2 separate regions of the Gossypium hirsutum genome follow, and region 2 is linked to region 1. A link is a contact called in public Hi-C data. All regions are on one chromosome and are shown on one strand. Each heading gives the region's core, a stretch centred on a gene start, on an enhancer-like site or on the middle of the called end of the contact. The rest is flanking DNA. Distances are from core to core; before and after follow the strand shown. Region 1 holds the start of LOC107912568 (heparanase-like protein 3). Region 2 has its middle 30 kb from the start of LOC121220467.

What was found. Hi-C and Micro-C count contacts between places; a contact is called where the count stands out from the background.
Region 2: a Hi-C map of leaf shows a contact between it and region 1, with 2.3 times the contacts expected there. The contact joins the enhancer-like site here to the promoter of LOC107912568 in region 1. A contact is called at or near these places in 9 of 34 Hi-C or Micro-C datasets (anther, cotyledon, leaf and 1 more).

What each region holds. Positions count from the first base shown.
Region 1 is chrD08:24,108,705-24,115,565 of Gossypium_hirsutum_v2.1, reverse strand. LOC107912568 (heparanase-like protein 3) reads left to right here and starts at 2,814. Exons shown (of 9, transcript XM_016840810.2): 1 at 2,814-3,253; 2 at 3,438-3,474; 3 at 3,551-3,734; 4 at 3,825-3,973; 5 at 4,058-4,288; 6 at 4,376-4,565; 7 at 4,654-4,779; 8 at 4,903-5,002; 9 at 5,084-5,548. The coding sequence starts at 3,026. The coding sequence ends at 5,479.
Region 2 is chrD08:24,176,693-24,183,553 of Gossypium_hirsutum_v2.1, reverse strand. No RefSeq gene overlaps it. Among protein-coding and RNA genes, the nearest start is that of LOC121220467, 30 kb to the left of the region's middle. Within about 2 kb of position 4,498, at least 5 of the 9 cell types and tissues checked have an H3K27ac peak or open chromatin away from gene starts, as enhancers often do. A contact at or near this core is called in cotyledon and leaf, where this site is marked.

The sequences.
Region 1 (6,861 bases), core at 1,565-4,064:
CCTCCTTGTCCCGACGTCGTCGCCTGTTGGAGTTGTTGTGATTTTTACGTCCTCGTGTCACAATACAGGTAACGATAAGTGCCTGGAACGGTCCGAAAATGCGAGGCATACTTCGAAACTGTGAAGAAAGTCTTTATAAAGAATGAACTTTCTCATATTTTATACACTAAGTGAGAGCACTATTCAATTTAGTTTAAAGGAACATATTTTGATCGCATCAATTGTTCTTCTTTCATAGATCTATTACAGCTCTCAATAGAAAAGGTTGAGCGAATTTATATTGAATATGTGAGGATAAGGCTTGGAGATGGTTGGGTGTAAATTATTAAAATTTGTACTGTGATTCAATAGTCTGAAGTAATCCCGACTGCTTCATTTGTTGTTGGAACAAAACGTACAACAATTCATAAAAGCAGAAGTATTTCATTACTTTTTAATCAACCAAACTTTTGAAAATAAATTACTTAATTTTATTTTGCATGATGTTAAATGATAAATCGAGCATTGATACAATTTCCAATTCTATCTACCATCTAAATGTTTGACTTTGTTTTCTCGAATGCTTGTTAATTGGTATTTGTTCAACTGCTTTTGAAGAAAATGTGTATATATAATTATGAAAAGATAATAAGTTGACAAGTGGAGAATACATAGAGTTCCCTTGCATAACCAGCCAGCTCTCATAGTTTTGGAACCTTGTTCATTCTAGGTAAAAAACTGAAGCTTTTCTTCAAGTGCACATGAAGATTTGCTTGCATTGGATAACATCGAAGGTGGGTGTGTTAGTGGATGACAGGAACTTGACAGCTTAAAACAATAATTAGATTTCCAAATAAGAAAGGAGTGTTAGGTGAATGTACAACAAAAACAAGGAAAAGCTTCGCCTTAACTAACCTTGAAGTAATGGTGTTGGTGGGTTCCCTTTTGGTCTAGGTAGATGCCTCACCATACTCTCATCAATATGGGAAAGACATGTTTGCTGAAACTCTCCAACTAACTAGTTTGAGAACAGCAATAGGACCAACTTTTGATTGAAGATGAACATTTCATTTCGATTATAATACGAATATGACAATTGTTTTCAACAAAAAAATAAAACCCAAGCAATACTCTCAAAATTGCTTTGATTTCAATTCAAGTGAAAGGAGAATACTCCATTTTAAGGTGAAGTCATATTGTAGGGATTAGTATAGAATGACATTCTAAGTTTTAAATCACTCAACAAACAAATTTTGTTGGTAACAAAAAATATCCGGAATGCATGAATTAGTTTATATATTTATTTATCAGATTAGATGATAAGATAGTAAAGCATGAGGAAGGATTATATGAAACTATGATTCTACGTCATTTTTATCCATTTCCTATAGGATAATGACAAATCAGATTTTTTTTCCTAATTTTTAGCTTTTTCCTCCTTAAAACATTCAAATCCAACTAAAAATGCTAAAAATCAGGAGGAAAAACCTGATTTGTCATTCTACTATTAAAAAGAGATAAGGATGACGTGGAATCACAGTGTCATACAATCCCTTCTCAGTAGAGCATATATGAACATTCTCTTGAATAAATAATTGATTTAGAAAAAAATTATTAAATTTTTATAAATTAAAAATAAGTAACATAAAAATATTTATAGATGTCATCATATTTGTAAAAGTTTACAAATAGTTTTAATAAATTAAAATTAAAAAAAATGTATACTAGAATTAGAAATAATTTTTTTATCCTGTAGTGAGATGATATGTACTAAATAAATAAAGAATTTAAAAGAGGAAATTGAGATATATTATTTTGTTTAGTTAATTTTTATTTAATACAAAGTAGTGGTGAATATCTCAGTTTTAGTTGGATCACCAAAATATGCCTTCAATCTTGTTATTATTTGAGGAATCCTCGTATGAGTGGTATGCACTTGTTTTATAATCAAAGCTTTGGTCATCCAATCGTAAAACAATGAAGAATATTTAATGATGCTGACGTGGGTTTCTTCCAACTTGTTCATTTACGTTTCTCCCTATTTGCTTCCATTTATTAGTAGCTAAAACAAAAAAACCAACGTCCTAACACATTTGATAATGGAATATCTATATTATTTCAATCATAAATTAATTTCACTTTTTAATACACACTACTCGATGTCCACGTATATATTTTCAATGCTCTATACAGCACTAACCATATATTAAGCAAAAATGAAATTTTGTTACGAGGAATCCCTAACCTATACCATTATCTTTTCATTATATCTAGGTTTAAATTGTGCAGTTAGTCCCTGTTACTTTAAAACGTAAAAAGATTCAGTCTTTTTTTTTAATTTTTTAATTTAAAAACTCTAGTCCAATTATAATCGTCATTGGTAGTTTCTGTCAAAATTTGTCAATGTAACATCTTTATTTTCTGTTAATTATACGAGCACAATCTAATCAAATTTTGAAAAAAAATACTTTTGATTTTAATTATTTGACTGATTTTTTTCTAAAAAAAGGAGGAATTAATTTTTAGCTTAGGGACTAAATCTCAAAATTTGACAAAGTACAGGGAGTAACTACATATTTTAACAAAGCCGAGGGTTTGCGGCTTTGACGTTCTTCATGCTTTCAAGGTTCTTACAAAACAGTGGATCCCACAACCTTTAGATTCAGTTTTGTTTGATAGGTTCAAAAAGCAAAATAAATAAAAAAGAAATCTTTGCTGTTTTCCTTAAGGGAATGCAAAGATGAAAGAGAACAACAGCCCATAATGGTCCCACTTAATGCAACTAATTCTAAACTGCTAACTTAATTAAACGAACATGGAAAGAAGCTTAACTTGATTCTCCCCATTTCCATAAAAACCTTTTATATATATATATAATATCCTCCTCTTTCTGCTTTTATTTTCACTTTTTGTCCCCCTTTTTATTAAAGAAAAAAAGTTCAATCTTTTACTTTTGCCTCCTATGGGAACTTAATATATCTTCAGCTCCATTTCCAGAACATTGAAGATCTAAATATTTTTTCTTCTTCCTGAGTTGAATCCAAAGATGGGTTTTTGTTTCTGGGTTTGTTTTATTAGTTTGTTAAACTTCTACAGCTTGAGTTTTGTAAGTTCACAAGCTGATGCAAGTGCTGAAGGGACTGTTTTCATTGATGGAAAAGCTCCGATTGGTAGAATAGATGATGATTTCATTTGTGCTACTTTGGATTGGTGGCCTCCTGAGAAATGTGATTATGGGACATGCAGTTGGGGCCTTGCTGGGCTTCTCAATCTGGTTTTTCTTCTTCTTTTCTTTGTTGTTTGACAATGATTTTCATAATGAACATAATGGGTCTTTTCACACTTTTGAGGGTATTTCTGTTTCAATCTGGAAAAAGCATATTTTCCCAGTTTAAAAGTGGTTTTGGCTGAGATGTTGTTTCATCTTCCTTTTCTTTTCTTTTTTTTTTCTTTTGCAGGATCTTAATAAAAACTTATTCTTGAATGCCGTTAAAGGTAAGGCAATTCTTTCCCATAAAAATCCATCTCAATTATTCTATTTTATTTATTTACCAGTCCCTATATTTTTCAGCTTTTTCACCATTGAAGATTAGGTTGGGCGGCACATTACAAGACAAAGTCATATATGACACTGATGACAATCAACTACCCTGCACTTCATTTGTCAAAAACACTTCTGAGATGTTTGGTTTTACACAAGGATGTTTGCCAATGAATAGATGGGATGACCTTAATTCCTTCTTTCAAAAAGCAGGGTATAAACACCATTTTCAATTTTCCTTGAGCTTCAACATTATGAATTCTTAATTCCACCATTAATTTAATTCAGCTGTTTGATTATTCAGAGCTAAGGTTATTTTTGGATTAAATGCACTTGCTGGTCGAACTATAGCCTCTGATGGTTCAGCCGTAGGTGCTTGGAACTACACCAATGCCGAATCTTTTATGCAATACACTGTTGACAAGAACTATACCATTCACGGTTGGGAGTTAGGTAAAAGAACTATACATGATATGTCTGAATTCTTGATAATGTATCGACCGAAACACATTATTTTTGTTATCTTTCGCTTGTCAGGAAATGAATTGTGCGGAAGCGGGGTCGGAACTCGGGTCTCTGCAGACCAGTATGCGGCTGACACAGCAGCTCTGCAAAGTATAGTGCAGAAGATATACCAGAATGTTGATTTGAAGCCGTTAATTATCACACCGGGAGGGTTCTATGACTCGGATTGGTTCACGGAATATATTGATAAGACAAACAAGTCCCTCGATGTTGTCACTCACCACATATACAACCTTGGACCAGGTATGGTTCCTATGTGCATAATCCAGTATAGGAGCTTAGGACATGAAAGAAGGTTTGAACTTGACAATCGTGTGTTTCTCTGTGTAGGAGTTGATGACCATCTTGTTGGAAAGATTCTCGATCCATCCGTTCTTGAGGGCGTGTCCGGAACATTCAGTGGCCTTCATAACATCATCAAGAATTCTACAACTTCAGCAGCTGCCTGGGTGGGTGAGGCTGGAGGAGCTTACAACAGTGGCCATAATCTTGTCACAAATGCATTTGTGTTCAGTTTCTGGTAATGTCGCAATACCTTGCTATCCCGAAGCTTAGGCCTTTCTGTCTGATAGATTTCTGATTCATTGTTCCTGGGACATGAATTGCAGGTATTTAGATCAACTCGGCATGGCATCCAAGTATGATACGAAAACGTATTGCAGACAGTCACTGGTTGGTGGAAATTATGGTTTACTAAACACCACCAACTTTGAACCAAATCCAGACTACTACAGGTAATTGCTTTTTCAAATTCTTTCATTACGAGCTTGCAGGATTCGAATTAGACCTATTACTTCAAAATAAGCTTTCATTTATCTAAGCCTAACTTGCATGATACTCTGCTTTCTCCATTGCAGTGCACTTCTTTGGCACCGGCTAATGGGAAGAAATGTTCTTTCGACAAGCTTCACCGGGACAGACAAGATCCGCTCCTACACTCACTGTGCAAAACAATCAGTAAGTTCATCTCATATGCAATTATCAAGCATTGTTAATCTTCCCTTTCTTGGACTTTGACCAAAGTTTCCTATCTTGCAGAAAGGCATCACACTACTTTTGATCAACCTCAACAATAGCACTACCGTCCAGGCAAAACTCGCATTCAATAGTACAATGAGCTTGCGACACAAGCACCGGTCTCAGATTTCAGACCATAAGCATAGAATTCATAAAACGACAATTATCAAGCTGCCTCAAGGCATTGATGGTAAAATAAGAAGAGAGGAATACCATCTAACAGCAAAAGATGGGAATTTACAGAGTCAAAGCATGCTACTTAATGGAAACATTTTAAGTGTAAATTCATCTGGGATCATACCTCATCTGGAGCCTTTACATGTAAAATCAGCAAAGCCAATAATGGTTGCTCCTTTATCCATTATGTTCACTCACATGCCTGATGTTACTGTCCCTGCTTGCAAGGTACAGCCCTAGAGCTACAAGGAACTAAAAATGGTTCCTTTTAGTGATTGATCAAATAAGAAATAGAATATATTACAAACATTTCATTCTTTTTTTTTTCCCCATAGTGAAGAATATAATGTAACACACCTTTTTTGGATATGAATATGTGAAATTTTAGAAAATATTGGACATAAATATGTGATAAACTGATGCATGAGAAACAAAACAACCTTACCATGATGCAGCTAGCAAAAAGAGAGAAATTCTGGGGGTATTAACCTGCAAAAAGTTGTATCCTTTGACAGGCTTGTTCTAACTGTTGCCCTTCTTTGGTATAACAAAAATTTGTGATTTGTCAGAAGAAAAGAAAGCATGCAACATATTTTCAAACAAATAAACCATGACCAACAAAAACTTGAACACTGTAGATAAGGAACAGTTTTTGCAGCTTAATAGAAGGAGAATGTTGTGATAGTTCCATTAAACAGGAAGCATTTTGTTTGGTTAGTTGAATATTAATATGCATGTACCATATTAACATAAGAGTCTGTCTAACAGAATATACATCCTACACTGGACCTGTGGATGAAGTAGATGCATAAAAATTCCAGATTGCAGCAAGGGCAGATGACAGTCCATTTGCTTTCTACTTTCAAGATCTTCAATTGTAATGTTCCATGAATCTATGAAATTCGGAATTCCAATTTCCAACAAAATTCACATTCTTACTCAATATGAAGCTTTTTTTTTTCTTCTTCTGGATAAATAAATATGAAGCTTTTATACCATCTTACTACTCTTAATTGTGAGCCGATGATGCAAAAAAAGTTTGTAAAACACGAGGTTTTTTTAAGGGTGCAATGTAAGCACTTATTAATATTAATTTATTTTAATTAATTAAACTAAATATATAAAAAAAACGATATTCATTACTTTAATGTTTTAGATTGATATTTTTAAGAAACTTTTTACATGTCTGCGTGTAGAAATCACAAAATTAGAATACAAATGTCTGTTTAAAAATAACATATAAGAAATAATTAAATTTATAGTTTGAAATTAATTAATAATAACACATTCATATGTACAATAGTAAAATTAAAAAAAATTAGATTAAATTATTTATCATCGAGTTAACTTGAGGAATCAACTCAATATGATATATACAACAAATGTAGATAATAAATTATGCATATTAAAATAAAAACATATGAAAAGAGTTGAAACGAAACTTTAGCTAAAGTGATAAATTTAAAGAATTATTAAATTGATTGGTGTAAGTTTAAATCCCGCATACTTTAATTGATTTTTATTAAAACAAAAAAAGATTAAAGTAACCTCAAATAGTATAACTCATTTTAATTACGAGATGATATTTTTGAAATTCTCTAACTAAATTGAAACTCAATTGA
Region 2 (6,861 bases), core at 3,249-5,748, 66 kb before region 1:
GTATTGTTTGTTTTGTTGTGTGATTGTTATTGTGATCTTGTATAAGAAGTATATGTCCTTTGGAAGCTATTTACGTTTACAGAAAATGGTTTTTATCTTGAAGATGGTTCTAATTTCGTGTGGTGATGTTTCTTCTTAATTGAAATTTTAATTTAATTGGTCTATATGAAACCTTAAGATGATGATACTACTATGGAACTGATATATAAAGCCATGTTATTCTACTATGGTGGTTGTTTACTTTGTTGCACTATGTTTTATCTATTACTTACTTAAATATAGTTTAGTATTTTTATTGTTGGTGCAAATTCTAAATGTGACATTGATAGTTACAATTACTATGATATGTTTTAAGTTGAGTTTAGTGGAATAAGGTTTGTGATTATTTTGATTTGTTCAAAATTACTAGGTCTGATTGAGCTAAATGGCACTCGATAGTGCCCACTGCAGACTACCACTAAGGTAGTGAAATTACTTGTCATATTTAAGTTGACAATTTAATGAAGAAAATTTTTAGACCAATTAATGTTTTGTTATTTTTAAATATACTATGGTCCATCTATGGAAATCAATCCTTTGCTATTATAGATTGGGATTGGATTCAAATGAATCAATTCAACCCTTAGAATGTGGAGATTCGATCAAAATTGTATTGTTGATTTTTGAAGATCATATCTTTGATTGATTATACTTTGAATGTTTATGTTGTAATTTCTATTTTCAAGGAGTTACTTTGTATTCACTTAGACTCTATGTTAGCAAGTCGAAATTGATATATTTTGTTCTAGTTTTTAGGTACAAAGGTGAGGTCTCTATACTTGGAGAGTGATAGAGTGATAGAGTGTGAATCATTTGTTGTATTTGTAATTAAAGATAGTAGAATACTCACTGAGCTATGTTCTGCAGACATCGAGAAATTGAACTGCATAGACAAATCTTTGGTATTCGTTGTTTATTTGCACAGTTTTCAGCAATGCCAGGTCGTAGTGATCACTGCAGTCAAGCACTTCTATTAATTGTTATCACATTCAGTAAGCATCAATTGTGGGTAGCAACAATATCCTAAAATTTGAAATAAATAAGTCTAAAAAATATATAAAACTTAATAAATACAATATTGGACTTATATATAATCAAAATTAAGCCTCAAGATCCAACCCAATATGATTTAAACACGACTCGAAGCTCAAAATTCGTAATTTTCGTAATAATCTTGTCCAAAAATTTTCACTTGCACAGTCTTCACTAAAACGACCATAAGTTGAGCTCTCGAAATTGAAATAAGTTGTCAAATTTCATTTAAAAGTGCATTTTGAAGCTAAGAGATAACTTTATATCGGTCAGAAAACATCTCAATCTAGAAATGTCTGTATCTCATCAAAAAATGCACCACAAGTCTACCTAATTTTACAAACTTGAAAATTGACAACTTTAATAAATTGAATTTAATAAATTTCACTTCATCCGTGCATGTATCACAATATAAATTTACTTTTATTTATTTAATTTTTTTTATATATACTCATCATATTATATTGCCAATATTTAATAGTGTATAATTTGTTTCACAGTTGTAAAATACTTTGCGAGATTATACATCAAATATTCATAAATAGTTTGTGAAACTAGCAAGAATTTGTATCAATAACTGATAAAGTGAGAATGTTCAAGTCATGTTGCAACAGGGAACAAAGATGCAAGATGATGTTGAGAACATCCTTTTTACTCTTCTTAATGAATCGCAGGAAGAGGAAGGTATAAGTTATTTATTGGAGGTTGTGTTTAGTAATGATCTTACTGCTCTCTATACTATCGAAATAGCACTACTCGCACTACAAAATATTAAGATGTAGAATACTGCAATTTTCATTTGAAGAAGAAGAAACAAGAAAAAAGAAGTTTAATCCAAAAAAGAAACCATCCTAATGGGTTATTGTATTAGGAGTTAGATTGCATTTTGTCCCTATACATTAAATTAAATAGCGAACTAATCATTCTATTAAAAATTTTATTCATTTCTACTATTAAAAACTGGTTCATGCCCATCAATATGAAGTACAAATGGCATGCCAGGTATTATTGTTTGGTTATTTCGTTAATGACTTAATTTTTAACAATACAAATGGATTAAACTTTTTTAAAAAAAATGACCAATATATTATTTCATCTAATGTATAGGGATTCACTTATTTATTTTTTAATAAATGAAATAAAATGCAATCCGATTTTTATTTCAAGCATCCATAATACTTTCACGATATTACAAAAAATAATTAAATAATAGCATTAACACAATTTTCGACGATGAATATGGTCGTTGGCATTGGAGCAGTGATCCAAAAGAAATAATTGAAGATTTAGAATTTGAAATTTCATGTCCTTTATGCAATGTTGATGTCGAAACCTTTAAATTAATCAGTGAATTTGATTGGAATTTACTTTTTCACTTCAATAATAACTTTTGTTTTGCTTTTTTTTTTCATTTTTTTTAATTTTCACAAATTACAGCTAAATTGCACACTCTGTCCTTTGACATAAATTAACCCAATTTTTTATTTTTGAAATTAATTTGTGAAAAAAAAACACAAAATATATAATCAACCCAACTTAGCTAGATTAAACGAGAAATTAAGAAAACCAACAACAATGGCCAACATTATTAATACCAAACCAATTAGACTCAAGAGACTAATGCAACAACTTAAAGCCCAACTCTAAATTGGGCTCTTATTTATAATCAAGTTATCATGTTAAAATAAAATATAATAATTTGTTTGATCCTCTAATTTTATAAATAAAGTCATTCCAGTTTTCTATTTAATTTTTCGTCTTTTTTAGTTTTTAAATTTGTGGTATTTTTCAAATCAGTCTAAAATGAATAAAAAATTAACATCTGTTAACTTTGCTGTGGATACCACCACGTCAAGAATTAAATTTTTTAAATTTTAAAATTTATAAAAATTATTAAAAATTAAAATTATTTAAAAAAGTATAAAAATTATTTTTTAATCATTTTTATTTTTAAAAAATTAATTAATTGTTAAACACATGTGGACTTACATGTGAATTACATGTGGATGTTATGTTAGCAAACTTAATAGACGTTAAATTTTTTATTTATTTTAGGTGATTTGACAAAAAATATAAATTTAAAAATTAAAATAGACAAAATTTTAATTAGAGGATTAAAAGGCTAAGTAAATCATTATACCCAGTTTTTTTATTTTTTTTCTTAATTTTATGGTGAAAATAATTTAGATTTAATATATAAGGCTGAACAAACTAAATAGCTACCAATAGTAGTAAATATAGCTTAGACCATATGCTTTAGATTTGATTCTTCGCTATTTGCTTTTAGATCATATGCTTTTGCCAATCTACTAATTAGGGTAAACAAATTCATAATCTATGCTAGCTTTGCTGGATTCAATGTCTGCCATCTTTATAAAATATAAACCTATGAATTTATTTTAAAATTTAAATTTATTTATCATTCGCATTTAATCTGATTATTATTACATGAATCCGGGTTAATTAAATTTATCTTTCAAATATCTAAATCTACAAGATTATCTACTAATTAAGATAAACAATTTCTTAATATAATTCTTTACTACTCTATGCTAGCTTAGCTTTTCGGGGGCAAATTCAAAAATTTTGTATGAGTTAGAGTTGAATTATAAATTTTTTTAATAATTTAAAGTGTAATTTTATCATATATTAATTTATAATTTCTTCATTTATAAAAGAATTAAAATACTTACTTTTGAGGCATAAATAGGGGGAAAATATCTACACTTTTTTTTTTCTTTTTGTAAATTACAAATGTATAATTTTTTGTAAAGTAGGGGATAGTACTATGAAATATCCAAATCCACTAAATATTTGCAATCGGTAAGCAGAAGAAAATAAAAGTAAAACATATAATGGATGTGAATTTGTTAATAGTAGAAGTAAAGTAGATTTGGATAATGGATCGTAAAAAGAAAGTATATTTGAATTTTAAATATTTAATCTATTTAAATTAAATAGTATCACAAATAATAATTAAAATATCTAAATTTAAATATCATCTTATCAATGTAAGAATAACAATGGTATCCCATAATTGGATGGCGGTCCTTACCAAACACAAATTACATAAAGAGTTTTGATTACAAATAATTAAGATATCTCAATCTAAACCGATCATAGTAAAAGAGGAAAACAAAAACTTAATGAAGTATATTGTCATTAATTTTGATTCAACTTATTAATGCTAAAAGAAACAGATTGTAATTAATGAAAATGGATAGTAACTTGCTCTCTCGCTATTAATAATCACACCCTCGTTCCTCCTTTCAACTACCAATTTGACCATTATCAATCAAAACCATGTCGTCACAGAAAGCTGAAGCAACAATTTGGTGGCTCCTACTACTACTCACATTCACAGTAGTTTTGGTCCAGCCAAGGCTAGGTCAGGCCCAGGCCCAGGCTCAGGCTCAGGCTCAGGCTCAGCTGCTTCCACCAATTCCACTGGGGATCATACCATACTTTCCAGGCCTACTCCCACCGGAGACTGCTCCAACTCCGCTCCAATGTTGGTCAAGTCTGTTAAACATTCATGGGTGTATAGGGGAAATTTATGTCTATTTTGAGTGGCCAATTTGGGAGCATTGACCACGATTGCTGCAAGGCGTTTACCAGTATCAATGGAAGTTGTTGGCCTAAAATGTTTCCATGCTCAACTCAAGGATCATTGTGCAAGCTCCAATGGAAGCCTATTGAGTATTGCATGGTTAATGATTTTTGTCAGATTAGGTAAGATGCTTAATCATTTTTAAGTTATAAACATTTCACGTTTCTCTCTGCTTTTCCCTCCATATGCTTGTCTTTGACAGTAAGATATTCCTATCAAAAGCTAGTTGGAATAAATTGATGAATTAGACCATACCAAATAAACAAAATTGCCGTTTCTTTGCAATTCGTAGGTATCAAGGTATTGTATTATAAAGACTACAAGAATAGATTATAGTGGAATTCGATTCTGAAACTTAATGGTATCAAGTTATAACATTTATTGAGGAAAAAAGGGGGTTAAAGCAGATAATATGCATTGTTGAAGTATTCTTTTAGTCGTGTAATAAAGGTACAGGCATCATCTTAGAGTGGATAGCATCAAGGAAAAGTATCTACCGACGCAAGGGTTTATCCACCTAGTATTAGGGCGTAGGAGTAAAAAAAAAATTGTTTGGTGACAAGAAATAAAAGCTTCAATTACAAGTTAATATGTTGGATTGCATAACATGTTTGTCTGTCCGCAATTGATCGTCAACCTGTGAAGGGGCAGCATGAAATATTCTCGAGTCTATAGGAGAATCTTTCATCAACCCATCTAAAATATCAGCAGTCGAGTTCACCTCTCTTGGTACTTGTTTAAAGAACACTCTCCATTCGCATTTGTAAAATTCCTGAATGCGCACAATCAAATCTCTATTAGATTGTCTTCTATGTTTTTCATGAACACCTTTAATAGCTTGCGCACTATCTGTCTCAATAATAATATTAGTCATTTAGCTTTTCACGCCAATTGAAGACCATCATAGATGGCCTAAAGCTCAGCTTGTAGTACATTGCATCTCGCAATACTTCTTTCTATTCTCCACATCCAATTACCATGCTTATCTTGTGCCACTGCCATTCAAGAAAAAATTAAAAAGTCGATAACTTAATTAATTTTTTCATTAACGTTTTTTGTCTTTTTAACAATTAAAATTAATTAGCATGACAAATGAATTTATCAGATGATAACACATTGCATACCATATTAACATATATGTAAAAGAATTTAACAAAAAAATACTAAAAATGTACGTCGAGTCTAAATAAATAATCATCCAAGTGCATTCTAGACATGATTCAGAATATTATAAAATTATTAAAAATATAAAAATATTTAAACATACATAAAACTTTTAAATTTTGTTAAATTTATTGAAAATTATAAAACAAAAACTCATAAAAGAAGTTATAGTTTTTTATACTTTTTCCTAAGCTTTATATTTTTGTAAGTTATATAACTTTTTAAATATTTTTTATAAATTTAATAGTTTTAAATATTTTTTTTACAAGTTTTAATTATTTTTAGACTTTTTTACATCTTTTTAGTTTTGATGTCCCAAGCTTTTAATAAAATAACATTTAAGAAAAAAAATTTATTTATATTTCCTAATTTATTTGGTGAAAATAATTATTCGAAATTTTGTTAAACATTTTTAAAGCATTTCAAATGCTTGTAAAAGTACTCAAAAATATGTTTTAAATGTGTTTTAATTTATCTAAATGTTTTTTAGTCAATCCAAAATGTTTTTAAGTGTTTTAAACTCATTTTATACAAGTTTGGGACGTAGTATTGATAACATGTCCTAGTTGTATCAATACAAGTCCACTTCTACCAATACAAGTCCACTTCTACCAATACAAGTCTACTTCTACTCAAGATCACTTCAACCCATATATCTTGTGAGTTGTATCGATACAAGTTTGTCTACAATGCTTCCAATGACTAGAAATTATCCAGAATGGCTGTAAAAGGTCACAAAATTTTTCCTTGTTATATATACATATGAAGAACACTTCAAGATACAAGAGATGAACATTCAAGCATAGAAATCAAGAGAAAAGTCTCAAATTCTTCATTTTCTCATTTTTCTCTTGTACGTATCTCTTAGGTTCTTATTGTTAAATCTTTTTATCATCCTCATTTCAATTCTTTGAAAGAGAGAGCTTAACACTTGTAAACACATACCTTTGAGAAGTCTTCATTGTTTACATCTTTTCTTTGTATTGCAAAAGCTAATTAAAGTTTTTGAGGTATAA